Linked DNA regions of Sus scrofa: region 1 is linked to region 2. A link is a contact called in public Hi-C data. All regions are on one chromosome and are shown on one strand. The core of a region is the stretch at or near the end of the contact, and the rest is flanking DNA. Distances in the headings are between cores, read along the strand shown. Region 1 has its middle 66 kb from the start of MBL2. Region 2 overlaps LOC102159151 (a long non-coding RNA gene).

The links. A called contact is a pair of places that touch in the nucleus more often than the background predicts.
Region 1: a Hi-C map of liver shows a contact between it and region 2, with 4 times the contacts expected there. The contact joins two enhancer-like sites. A contact is called at or near these places in 1 of 5 promoter capture datasets (liver) and 6 of 47 Hi-C or Micro-C datasets (embryonic fibroblasts, fetal heart ventricle, fetal liver and 2 more).

What each region holds. Positions count from the first base shown.
Region 1 is chr14:97,035,198-97,040,509 of Sscrofa11.1, forward strand. No RefSeq gene overlaps it. Among named protein-coding and RNA genes, the nearest start is that of MBL2, 66 kb to the right of the region's middle. Within about 2 kb of position 3,749, at least 24 of the 83 cell types and tissues checked have an H3K27ac peak or open chromatin away from gene starts, as enhancers often do. A contact at or near this core is called in liver, where this site is marked.
Region 2 is chr14:96,451,988-96,457,589 of Sscrofa11.1, forward strand. LOC102159151 (a long non-coding RNA gene) reads right to left here. Exons shown (of 5, transcript XR_002338569.1): 4 at 159-224. Among named protein-coding and RNA genes, the nearest start is that of MBL2, 650 kb to the right of the region's middle. Within about 2 kb of position 1,619, at least 1 of the 83 cell types and tissues checked has an H3K27ac peak or open chromatin away from gene starts, as enhancers often do. A contact at or near this core is called in liver, where this site is marked.

The DNA of each region.
Region 1 (5,312 bases), core at 2,499-4,998, 590 kb after region 2:
GACAAATCAGCATCCCCTTGAATTTTCTTAGAGCAGACTTCCCCTGCTATCTTAAACATGTCCTAAAAAACCCCTGAAATTTAGGCTGAATTAAAGGGATCATTGCTTGCCCAATTATGAGAATTGTTAAGATTCTCATAACCTTATGATCTTCTGATTTAAATTCGGCAAATATTTACCTGGTAAAAAGAGACTTTTAATATTTTAGTTGTAATCTGAATCAACTCAAGTTTCTAATTATCTGATTCATATATTTGACCAGTTAGCCAGACGCAAAATTTCTACATAGATTCTCTCTGAAAAAATTTCTGTGCTTGAGACCCATCTTTGAAGAACACGCAAAACATGGAATCAGATGGCCGCATGAGGAAAGACCTAGTCACATATTTGAAGGGCAGATTGAAGGAAGCCAAGAGTCAGCATCTGGCATTTGTCAGCTGGCTTGCCAGGAGGAAGCAAGAGGTCTGTATAACTAGATGTTGCTAGAATGCCAGGAAATTCTAATTCTAATGCTAATTCTATCTGAATTAGAACAGAGGATTTGGTATGTAACAAGCAACAGACAACCTCCTTCTATCACCTCCAGACAGGTCACTATGATTTAAAGAAGATTCAGTAGCTATTTGATTAGCAGATTTCCCTTTCTTGGCAATGGCAGACACAATAAACATGTCAAAACATTTTTCCCTCAATCCCAGCATAAATAACCTATAGAAGATGAGAAGCAATGGACAAGTTAAATGTATTCAAGTGTTGTTTATGATGATGGGCTACACTGCGAAAGGACATTAGTTCACAACAGTGCTAGAGAAAGTCACTGTCAATCATCAAGACAAGAATGTGAGATGAAATTTGTTAACCAAAATCTAGACTCTCAACTGATAAGGTATAAATATTTCAGGCATGTTCAGCCCTATACAGTGGTAGTGATGGCTACCACTTCAAAAATCAAAGACAGTGTAGGGTCAATTAGAAAGGCATATTTGAAAGAGATAGTTATCCTTTATGAGTCTACTGGGTTTTTGGTTTTTTGTTTGTTTTCTGCTTTTTAGGGCTACATGTGCAGCATATAGAAGTTCCCAGGTTAGGGGCTGAATTGGTCAGAGCTGCAGCTGCTGGCCACAGCCACAGCCACAGCAACACAGAATCCGAGCCGTGTCTGCAACCTACACCACAGCTCACAGCAACACGGGATCCTTAACCCACTGAGTGAGGTCAGGGATCAAACCCACAACCTCAAGGATACTAGTCAGGTTTGTTATTTTTGAGCCATGTGGGAACTCCTACTATGTTTTTAATATTTCAAAACCATCTCCCATATATTTTCTCATTTTATCTTCTCAATTACTCTGAGAGGTAGGCTCAGGACGTATTATTACTCTACTTGCAGATGTATAAAACAAAATTAGAGACTCAGTGATAGAGAAAACATTATAATGAACTTAAATGACTAGGAAGAAAAGTCATCATTAAGAGTGATGCACCTGACATGCAAAAAGAGAGAAACCATAACTAAAGTTTATTTATTATTCTCCCAATTCATTTGAGACTCTAGCACCTGACAAGCAAAAAGAGAGAAACCATAACTAAAGTTTATTTATTATTCTCCCAATTCATTTGAGACTCTAGCCAATGGTCACCTCAGTAAAAACACCTCCACTAAATGAGACCCAATTCCCATGTCCTTCCATATCCTTACTGTCCCTTCTTTTTCTTCATTGACCTTATTATAACCTTCTGATCTATGCCTTCATTAACAGTTTTCTATATTCCTCCTCAGAATATAAGTTGCAGGAGAACAGTGATGTCATTTGCGTTTTCTCCTGTCATATTACCCATATCTAGGGAAGAAATATAGGTTAGTAAATATTTGTGAGTGTATGAAATAATGATAAATGAATTAAAAGTCTCTCACATACTATTTTTTTTTTTTTTACAGATCATCTTACTTATTGGAACCGGATCTCTGAAATACCAACAGATCATGCTAGACATAAAAAGTCAGTGATGAATTGTTGAGATAATTCTGTGTATGTTTATACAGAAAGGACTGTATATATTAATAGATGTTGGCTAATGGGAGAAGACACAGTGAAGCATACGTTTGATATTGTTTAACATGGATCTCTTCCTGCGGAACTGTCCTGAAAATTAGGCCAAACTATCCCACTCTTTGACCACTAACTGAATGTTTTCAAGAGGAAGATAATGCTGACTGAATTTTATTTTAAACTATATTGAAACTATCTCTGGCTACAAAAAGTAGAGGCTCCAAAAAGGGATTAAACCCTAAACTTCTATATCTGTAAACCAAGAGACTATCTGTTGAAAGGCATCATGATACAGTGAGACAGGTATGGATTTGGAAACAAAGGATCTGCAAGAACCTAAGAATCCAATTTCCGGTCTCCACTTACTCCTAGCTGTGTGATCTTGGATCATTCACTTTACCTTCTTGAGCTTTCATCCTTCTTCTGGAAAAATGGCAGCTGAGGGTCTACTCACAGGGTGCTATAACTGCTCCATGAAATCTTATGTGTGAGGGTGGTGTGATTATAAAAATTGATTATAGCAATGAAACATGCTTATTCCCTTGTAATCGAAGAAGAGTAAATCAATTGACTTAATTTATGGCAAAAAGTTAAATAAATTTCATTGAAAAGGGAGAAGGAAAATAATTTGGAAGACTCTAAATCAAAAACCAAGCCATTTTTGAAACTTAACATCTTTTCCTTACATTAAAAAGAGCCAAATACCTGCACATTGTCAGCAAAAAATAGGATGGCTTTCAGGCAGATTCAAAGCCTCTCTCTCCTGGTGTCTGAGTTCAACTGTGGCCTCTCCTCAGCTCTTCTGAACCGAGGATTCTCCTCCTTACAAGCGTGTTTTAGAACAACACAGAAAGCATCTGTCCCGGGCTTCAGAAACGCTTGATTTTGAGGACGCTCCTTTGAAAGATACAAAGACAGACATTAAATTAACAGGAATGAGAAGAGGGGTTAGGAGCATGGTTTCTACCAAGTTAGCGGCTCTTTTCACGTCTTGTTGATAGTGTTCCCCCTATAGGTCTAAGATAGAACAACAATGTCCGCAAAGGCTTAAGTAAGAGAGATGAAGCTAAAGGCACACCTGGTTGAACACCGGAAAAGGGGTGCCCAGAGGCAGAGCTGGAGTCAAGGCTTGATGGGTGTCACCTTAGTAGTCACATAGGGCCCCTAAGTGACACCTGTTAAGACATTTGTTTTTAATGCTCTGCTGCCACCGCCTTGAAATTTTTACATTTTAAACAAGTGGCTCACAATTTCGTTTTCCTCTGGGTTGCCCAAACCATGCAGGGGGCACGACCCAGGGGAAATTCAGGGAGACTTCCGCCCTCCACAGGAAACACTGAAAGAGAAAAGAGCTGCGAAGAGGAGCTGTGGTGACTGTTTCCATCCCGGGACACAACCAATAGCGCCGCTCTGGTGTCTCCCGTCCTAAACGTGCGTGAATTCCTGCGGTCTCCCCGCCCCACCTGAAGAAGCCTCGCCAGGTGCAGGCCCGGGCGGGCTCGGCGGTTCTCTCGCGCCGGCCTCGGGAGACAAGCAGAGGGGCTGTCCTCTGGCGGGACGCGCTCTCTGCGCCGCCACTCCAGGTCCTCCTTTGGCTAGCAGCCGTCTAGAGCCGCTGGGGGCCCCGGGTCCCAACACGCCCTACCCCCGGGCCTCAGGAAGGTACCTCCTCAGGCTCGCAATTGCCCTCCGCTCTCTCCTTTCCACCACGCCACAGTGGACCCGCCCCCGCCCCCGTGGGCGCAGGCTCAGTTCCCCCTCGGCCCCGGGCCCGGAGCTGCCTCCCTAAACGCGCAGTCGCTATCAACAGCACACACCTGCTCACTTTGGCCGCCTTCTGACAAACCCTTAATTTCTGCGTTTGCAGAAGCTTGTCCTCAGAGAAAAGACGACATTTTGTAAAAAGTGACAAATTGGAATGAAACTTTTTAGGGACTTTTTTCCCCCAATGCCAATGCCTCTTGATCAGGCTACCCTGGGCTCTAAATCACAAGCCCCTCAAGGGAGTCCGGGTGGGTGGGGCTCCAGTGCTCTCCCCTCAGCACCCCGCCGGGATCGTCCAACCCCCTGGACGTGAATCCTGCTTATTCTCCGTTCTCAAACAGCAGACAATTCAAACTGTTTCTCAGAGAATCCAGCCCCTTCAGAACCTTTCCAATTTATTTCTTTTAAGCTACAATTTGTTCCTTTTTAAAAAATTCGAGTGAGAAGAAGAGGAAAGAAGGGAAAAGAGCAGAAAATTCCGTACATTTTAGCACAGGCTGCCTGAAAAGGTGTTCTGCTTGAAATGACTGCGCTATCCGCGCCTCAAGAAAATCAAAACCAGGACAGAAATTTGAGCGGCACCACAGCGCCATCTAGAGGGTAACTGGAGAAATGACCATCTCCTAATCCTTTTTCTACTGGGATTTGTTATCTGCAAAAACACACATTCAGAGTCACAAGACACAGTTGTACCTACTCTTCTCAAATCAGCTGGCCTAAACAGCCATAACTAAGAAAAATGGGAAATTTTCGGTGTTTTAGAATAGAATAATTAAATGGTGTAATCTGGCATATTAAAAGGATCTCTCAGCGTACTATGTGGAAAGTAGCCACAGGTGGAGAACGAAAAGCACTGGGAGAACAAGTGCAACAGTTTAAAAAGGTGAGGTGTGGCGTTTGCCAGTGAAATAGCTAGATGTGGGAGTACTTTGAAGGATTTTCTGAAGAATTGGATGGCACATGGAAAAAACGTGTCACGGATAACTCCAAACTTTTTTACCTGAACGACTAAAACAATTAAGTTGCCTCTTGCTAAGTCTGGCACGACCAGAGGAAATTCAATCTAAGAGCGTCCCATAACTACACACAAATAAAATCCCAAGTAGGTGAAATCTCATGTGAAGTAAGAGAAGAGAAGGTGACCAACCCCTCTTCCATGACTAAGAATGTGCACCTTCTTGTCAGATCTGAGCTGGAGAGAAGGAGAAACCTCAATGATAACAAATTCAAAGCAACTATGAGAATGAAGATGGTAATTATAACTCAGTAATTTGTATGCCCAATTATAGCCAGAAAAGATATGGGGAAGGTAAAGAAATATCCCAACAGAGAAGATTTAGGAGTGAGAGTGAAAGATAAAGTTATGCAGCCCTTGCCTCCCATGAGTCAGGCTTTTTCAATATTAATTATGTAAAAACTCAAGGATCATTAGCTTTTTTTTTTCTATATATTCCTTATTGTGTTTTACAATACCTTGTACATTTGAAGTCCCCTATA
Region 2 (5,602 bases), core at 369-2,868:
CATTATGTATTATTTTCATTTCAGATTCAATTCACTTGAATGACTTCCCTTCCTGAACTGAATAGAGATGCTTCAGATGCAAAAATAACCTAGTGAAGTTTATTTCCATAAGTCACAAGAGGAAATGAATTTGTTTTAATATTCAAGGTGGTACTTACAGCAATCTGTAAAATCTAGCATCAGTTTGAAGGCATTTTCCAGTTATATCTTATGGTAAATATAGTCTGAAATGCAAAAAAAAAAAAGTATTTCATTTAGGTACAAGATCATTTCACACAATTATTCATATTTATTTTTAAGAAAACAAATTTTTCTCATAGCATGTCTTAAAATTGTTCACTAAAAAACAGATTTTTATAAAATATGATTATTCAGATACAATGCTGTACAATGTGCATGATGAAAGATACATTGCTGATGTATGATAAATTTTATTAAAACAGTTTATAAGCAAGGGTATTTCCAAAAGCACAGGATTCTAATGAGCCCCATAGTTATTCCTTTGGTGTCAAGTCTGGACATATACGTAAGAGTACTCTAGCGAGGGAAATTCACTCCCACACTGCTTTATGTATTTATCATCTGAATACAGGGACAGCCAGTTTTCTATATAACTAAAATAGTTCCTATCCTAGGAAGTACCACTGCAGAGACTTCATTGTCCAACCAGAAAGTTTCACAAAAATTTTAGTCATGAAATTTTAGAGGGAGAAACCCTCTCTGCCTCCTCTGTCTTTTGGCTTAGTATGGCAAAACTGGCTCATGTTAACTGCTCCAGAAAAGAGGGAATGGTCATAAGGTTGTTTCTCTTACTGTAAAGGTAATTCTTTACAAAATGTGTTCTTTAAATAGTAAGTTATTTAAGTTATCTTACAATAATATCATATTTTTTTCTTAATTTTGGCTTATACATAGAATTCTAAGAAGACATTCAGTAAAGAACTGATCGGGAGTTCAAGTTATGGCTCAGCAGAAATGAATCTGACTAGTATCCATGAGGATGCAGTTTCTACCCCTGGCCTTGCTCAGTGGGTTAAGTATCTGGCATTGCCATGAGCTGTGGTATAGGTCACAGACATGGCTTAGATCTGGCATTGCTGTGATTGTGGCACAGGCCAGTGGCTACAGCTCCGATTCAACCCCAACCTAGGAACCTCCCATGTGCCATGGGTACAGCCCTAAAAAGACAAAAACAAACAAACAAACAAAAAATCAGATTGAAACTTCAGTGGAAAAACAAACAAGAGAGCACATGGGCACATTACGTGAGGACAGACTACAAATAATTCAATATATGGTTAATCATTATTAACATTTGCTGAGTCTGCAATTCATGGATGTGGTGGCACTAAACTTCATTCTATAAAAGATATCCTCAGTAACAGCAGGTCTCTGTGTGATAGGTTCTGAGGAAAAAGCTATATAAACCTAAACCAGAAGGAGACATATAATCTGATAGGAAAATATTAGACATACATTAAAGTTAGAAATATTTACAAGAAAGTGACTTGGAACCTAGGAACTGGAATTAATTGAATTGATGGAATTACTCATGTCTAGTGATTGATATTAGCTAGCATTGCTAGACCTAAGCTGGGGCTTTGGCTGAAACATTTATTTGTGGGCTTTCCTCATGACCTAGGCTTCTTAAGAGCATAGAGTACCTCAGGACTGTTGGATTACTAACATGAGGGCTGCATGTTTCAAGTATTCTAATGAAATAGATGGAAGTACTGGCTTGTCTTCATGACCTATCAAGCCTAAGTTTCCAAAGAGGAAACACACAAGAGTATTCCAACAAACAAGTGATAAATTCAATCACTTTTTCTGATCTAGCCTCAGAAGTCAACCAGAATCAAGTCTGTCACAGTCTTTTCGATATAAGCAAAACAAAAAGAGAGTACATGGACCATATCTGTCAATGAAAGAAGTATCAAAGAATTTAAAGACAAGTTTAAACACTGCCAAAAAAAGAAAAAGCCAGAAACAAAGTCTCTACAGCTTTTTGATGATCTAACAGTACTTTCATTTTGGTGATCTAATAGTACTTTTTCATTCACCTCTGATGAAAGAAACAAACAAAAATCTCAGCATGAACAAAGAACAAATTGTGTACTCTGCTACAGTATATCATACAATGCCCAACATATAATAAAAATAACTACACATTTAAGTAAACAAAAAAGTGAACCAGAGTTGAGAGAGAGAAAACCCAGAAAACCTTTTTGAAATTAGCATAAATTAACTACAAAAAAATAACTATTTAAAATATGTTTAAGAACCTATAGGAAAAGACAGACATAATGAATGAATATATAAGGATTAGGAAGCAAATCGAAACTCTGGAAGATAAATGAAAAAGAGAAAACTAGACTTAAAAATATAATAATGTTATAAAAATCCATTTTTGATCTAAAAAGCAAATTATACTACACAGACTAGTCAACTTTAAGGCACTGCAACAGAAAATATTCAGACTGAAGCACACAGAGAACAAAGATTTTAAAAAATGAAAAGTATTATATGGTCTACCATAAATGAACTTAGTGTTAGTGTTCAGAAGATGAGGAAAGAAAGAATTAATCAAGAAATAAAATATATATATATATATATATATCCACTCGTGGCATATGGAAGTTCCTGGGTCAGGGACTGAATCTGAGCCACAGCTGTAACATAACGCATCAGCTCTAGCAGTGCTAGATCCTTTAACCCACTGTGCCAGTCCAGGGATGGAACCCACATCTCTGCATCAACCCAAGCCATTGCTGTCAGATTTTTAAACCACTGTGCCTTTGAGGAGACTCCTGAAGAAATTTTAAAACACAACTGTCATCAATTTTACAAATTTGATTTAAAATATCAGCTTATTCAAGTACTATAGTGAAATCCAAATAGAATAATAATAATAAAAAATAGCCATTTTAGAGTCAAATAGCTGAAAACCAAAGACAAAGACAGTATTTTAAAAGCATTCATGGAGAAAAAAAGTAAATTGTAAGAACGATAGCTGATTTTCATCAGAAGCAATGGAGACCTATGATTGAAGAGACTTTTTCAATTCCCATCACTTTCATTCATTAGGATAAATTACTCATATAGTCCTTTTTTAATTCTAATACTTTGGGAACAGATAACCTAGATCTCTCTTAATGTTATAATTTGCAAAAGAGCAGTAATCTAGGAGCCCTTAAAGAAGTTACCTAAATATCATCTCTATTCCTACATTATTTTCTCTTTCTTACTGCCCTGAATAATTTATTATAACAATCAGAAACTGTGTTGAACCTAAACCCTGGAGATATCAGGTAAAATTGCAAATATGAAAATACACATTATCTGGAAGGATGGATAAGACTCTCATGGTAGTTGAGTTTTTTCAGGAGTGCATTATGATTAATTGGTTTATATCAGTTAATTGTTGATAGGAAAGTTACAGAGCACCTGACGGTATTGGATGACATTCACAAAAGGATGAATTCAATAGATGTGGTTTACAGTGTTCTCAAAAGCTCCAGAGAGGGAGCATGGTGCATTGACAGAGATAGGCAAGGAGGATGGATGCCAAGATACCTGAGGGAATTATAGCAATGGCAGTGGAGAATATGCAGAGGACCACTGTTTTTCATCCTCAAATGTCACTTGATTGCTGCCAAAACTACCCTTTAGATATCACAATTCAACCTACGGACGTTTAACTTTAAAACAAAACAAGATATGTGTCCTCTTAGAGATCTAGCAATTTTTTCAGGCAAGGAAGGTGACAAATGAATTAAAGCATTTCAAAATGACAAGAAATCACACACAGGTACAGAAATGTCCTTTATTAAAGCAATTTTCTTGTTCCTTTTCCTTTCCCTTTTCCTCACCTACTCTTTAAATAACATCAGTTCAGGAAATAAAGGCTGGCATAGAGAAGGACTGGAAAGAGAAGAAAAAAGGTAGGGTGTCTGATGAGACAGAGGGTTTCAAATAACACTTCCTGAAGCATTTGTCCCACTGCAACGACAATTCTGTGAATTCTAAATCGGTTTCTGGTCACTCACAAACATTTTACTAAGCTCTCTGAATGTTATTTAACTAGTCAAAAATACAAAATATTTTCAGAAAAGGCATGTCCACAGAAGGCAGACACATATATGCACATTACTCCTTCATTCAGCTAGAGACCAGAAGGGGGTCATGCTTCTGTTGCTGTCACTGTCAGAGCTCTTACTAGCTGTGGAAATAGCTCTTGTTTCTTCAAGTCTTTTTTTTTTTTTTTTTTACTTAAAACCTGCATTATTATTCAGGAAGATCTTACATAAACAACAGCGTTCTTTCATTTAATAGGATAATTTACATATAACGGGATTCCTGATATTTTCAATATCATGCTCAGTATCAGCAAGGCCAGAGTTTCATCTAAAAGAAAGGAATATATGCTATAGTGAACGTGAATACTATTTCTGCCTCTAGCTTTATAGTCAAAAACTCTGCAGTCTACCTTTCAGCTCTGATTTAATACTCTTTTACCTGGGTAGCACTCACACTGAGTTGGTTTCCAAAGGCATGATCACAGCTCCATTTTCCCTACAGGTGCTATCTGTAGATCTTAAAATCATCCAGAGGGTAAATAACAAAAATTTTAATTGTCCAATCTTTGTAACTCTCCTGGGCACCACATATTATGGCCTTGTTTGATTGCATGCTTTTTTTTTTAAACTGTTTTTGCTCTAGTAAACCCTTTGGTATCAATAATAAGAATCTATTTAAATTATGTTATGAGTGAATTTGTTATCTGGAAATGGATGACAAGGACAAGCAATGAAACTGGTCATGAAAACTAGGGAGCTATTGTGATCCAAGGCAGCATCTAAAAATGCTTACATAGGTTCAGCTAATTAAAAGGACTCACGGATGCTATAGAACATATTCATGTAAGACTTTAATAAAAACAAAAGATATGGTACAGCAGGACAAAGAAAAGATGGGTGAACATCAGGAACCAGAGGTCCTTCTAGGAGAGACTTCCTAAGGTTTTAGTCACACAAGATGTACTTGGTCTCTGGATCAATGAAAAAGCAAGTTATGCTCAAGAAACTTGGTTTCAGGAGCAATCAGGTAAGTTTTCCAGCAGGACCTTTATATTCCACTGGTCATATACCCAAGTTATATTTTGTAATGGGTTAAGTGATATGGAAGCCGCCAATCTACACATAGCTAATTAATGTAGACAGCTAGTTTGAGTGTCTCTAGGAGATTTTTGAATTTTAAAATGAAAAATCACTTCCTAGTCCTTCTTGCTTTTTTTGGAGCCAAGGGTGAATACCAGCCTTTCGGGCATACCCAGAGACAAATATAGAGCTATCATGTCTTACACAGAACTGCTTTGTTTTCTTTTTTCTCATTCTAGAGCAGCATTATTTCTTTTACCTATTCTTTAAATTTGCTCTGTCTTAGTGCCCTCTGCTTGGACCCGGCCCAATGATTTACCAGCACTAACACTAAATAACTTTACTGAGTGTCCTTTATCAACACAGGCTTCATCTTCCCCTTTGAGGGGAGTCCATTGTTTGCTCGCCAGTAAATGGATTGCTTCTAGTTGAGGCAGGTATCCACT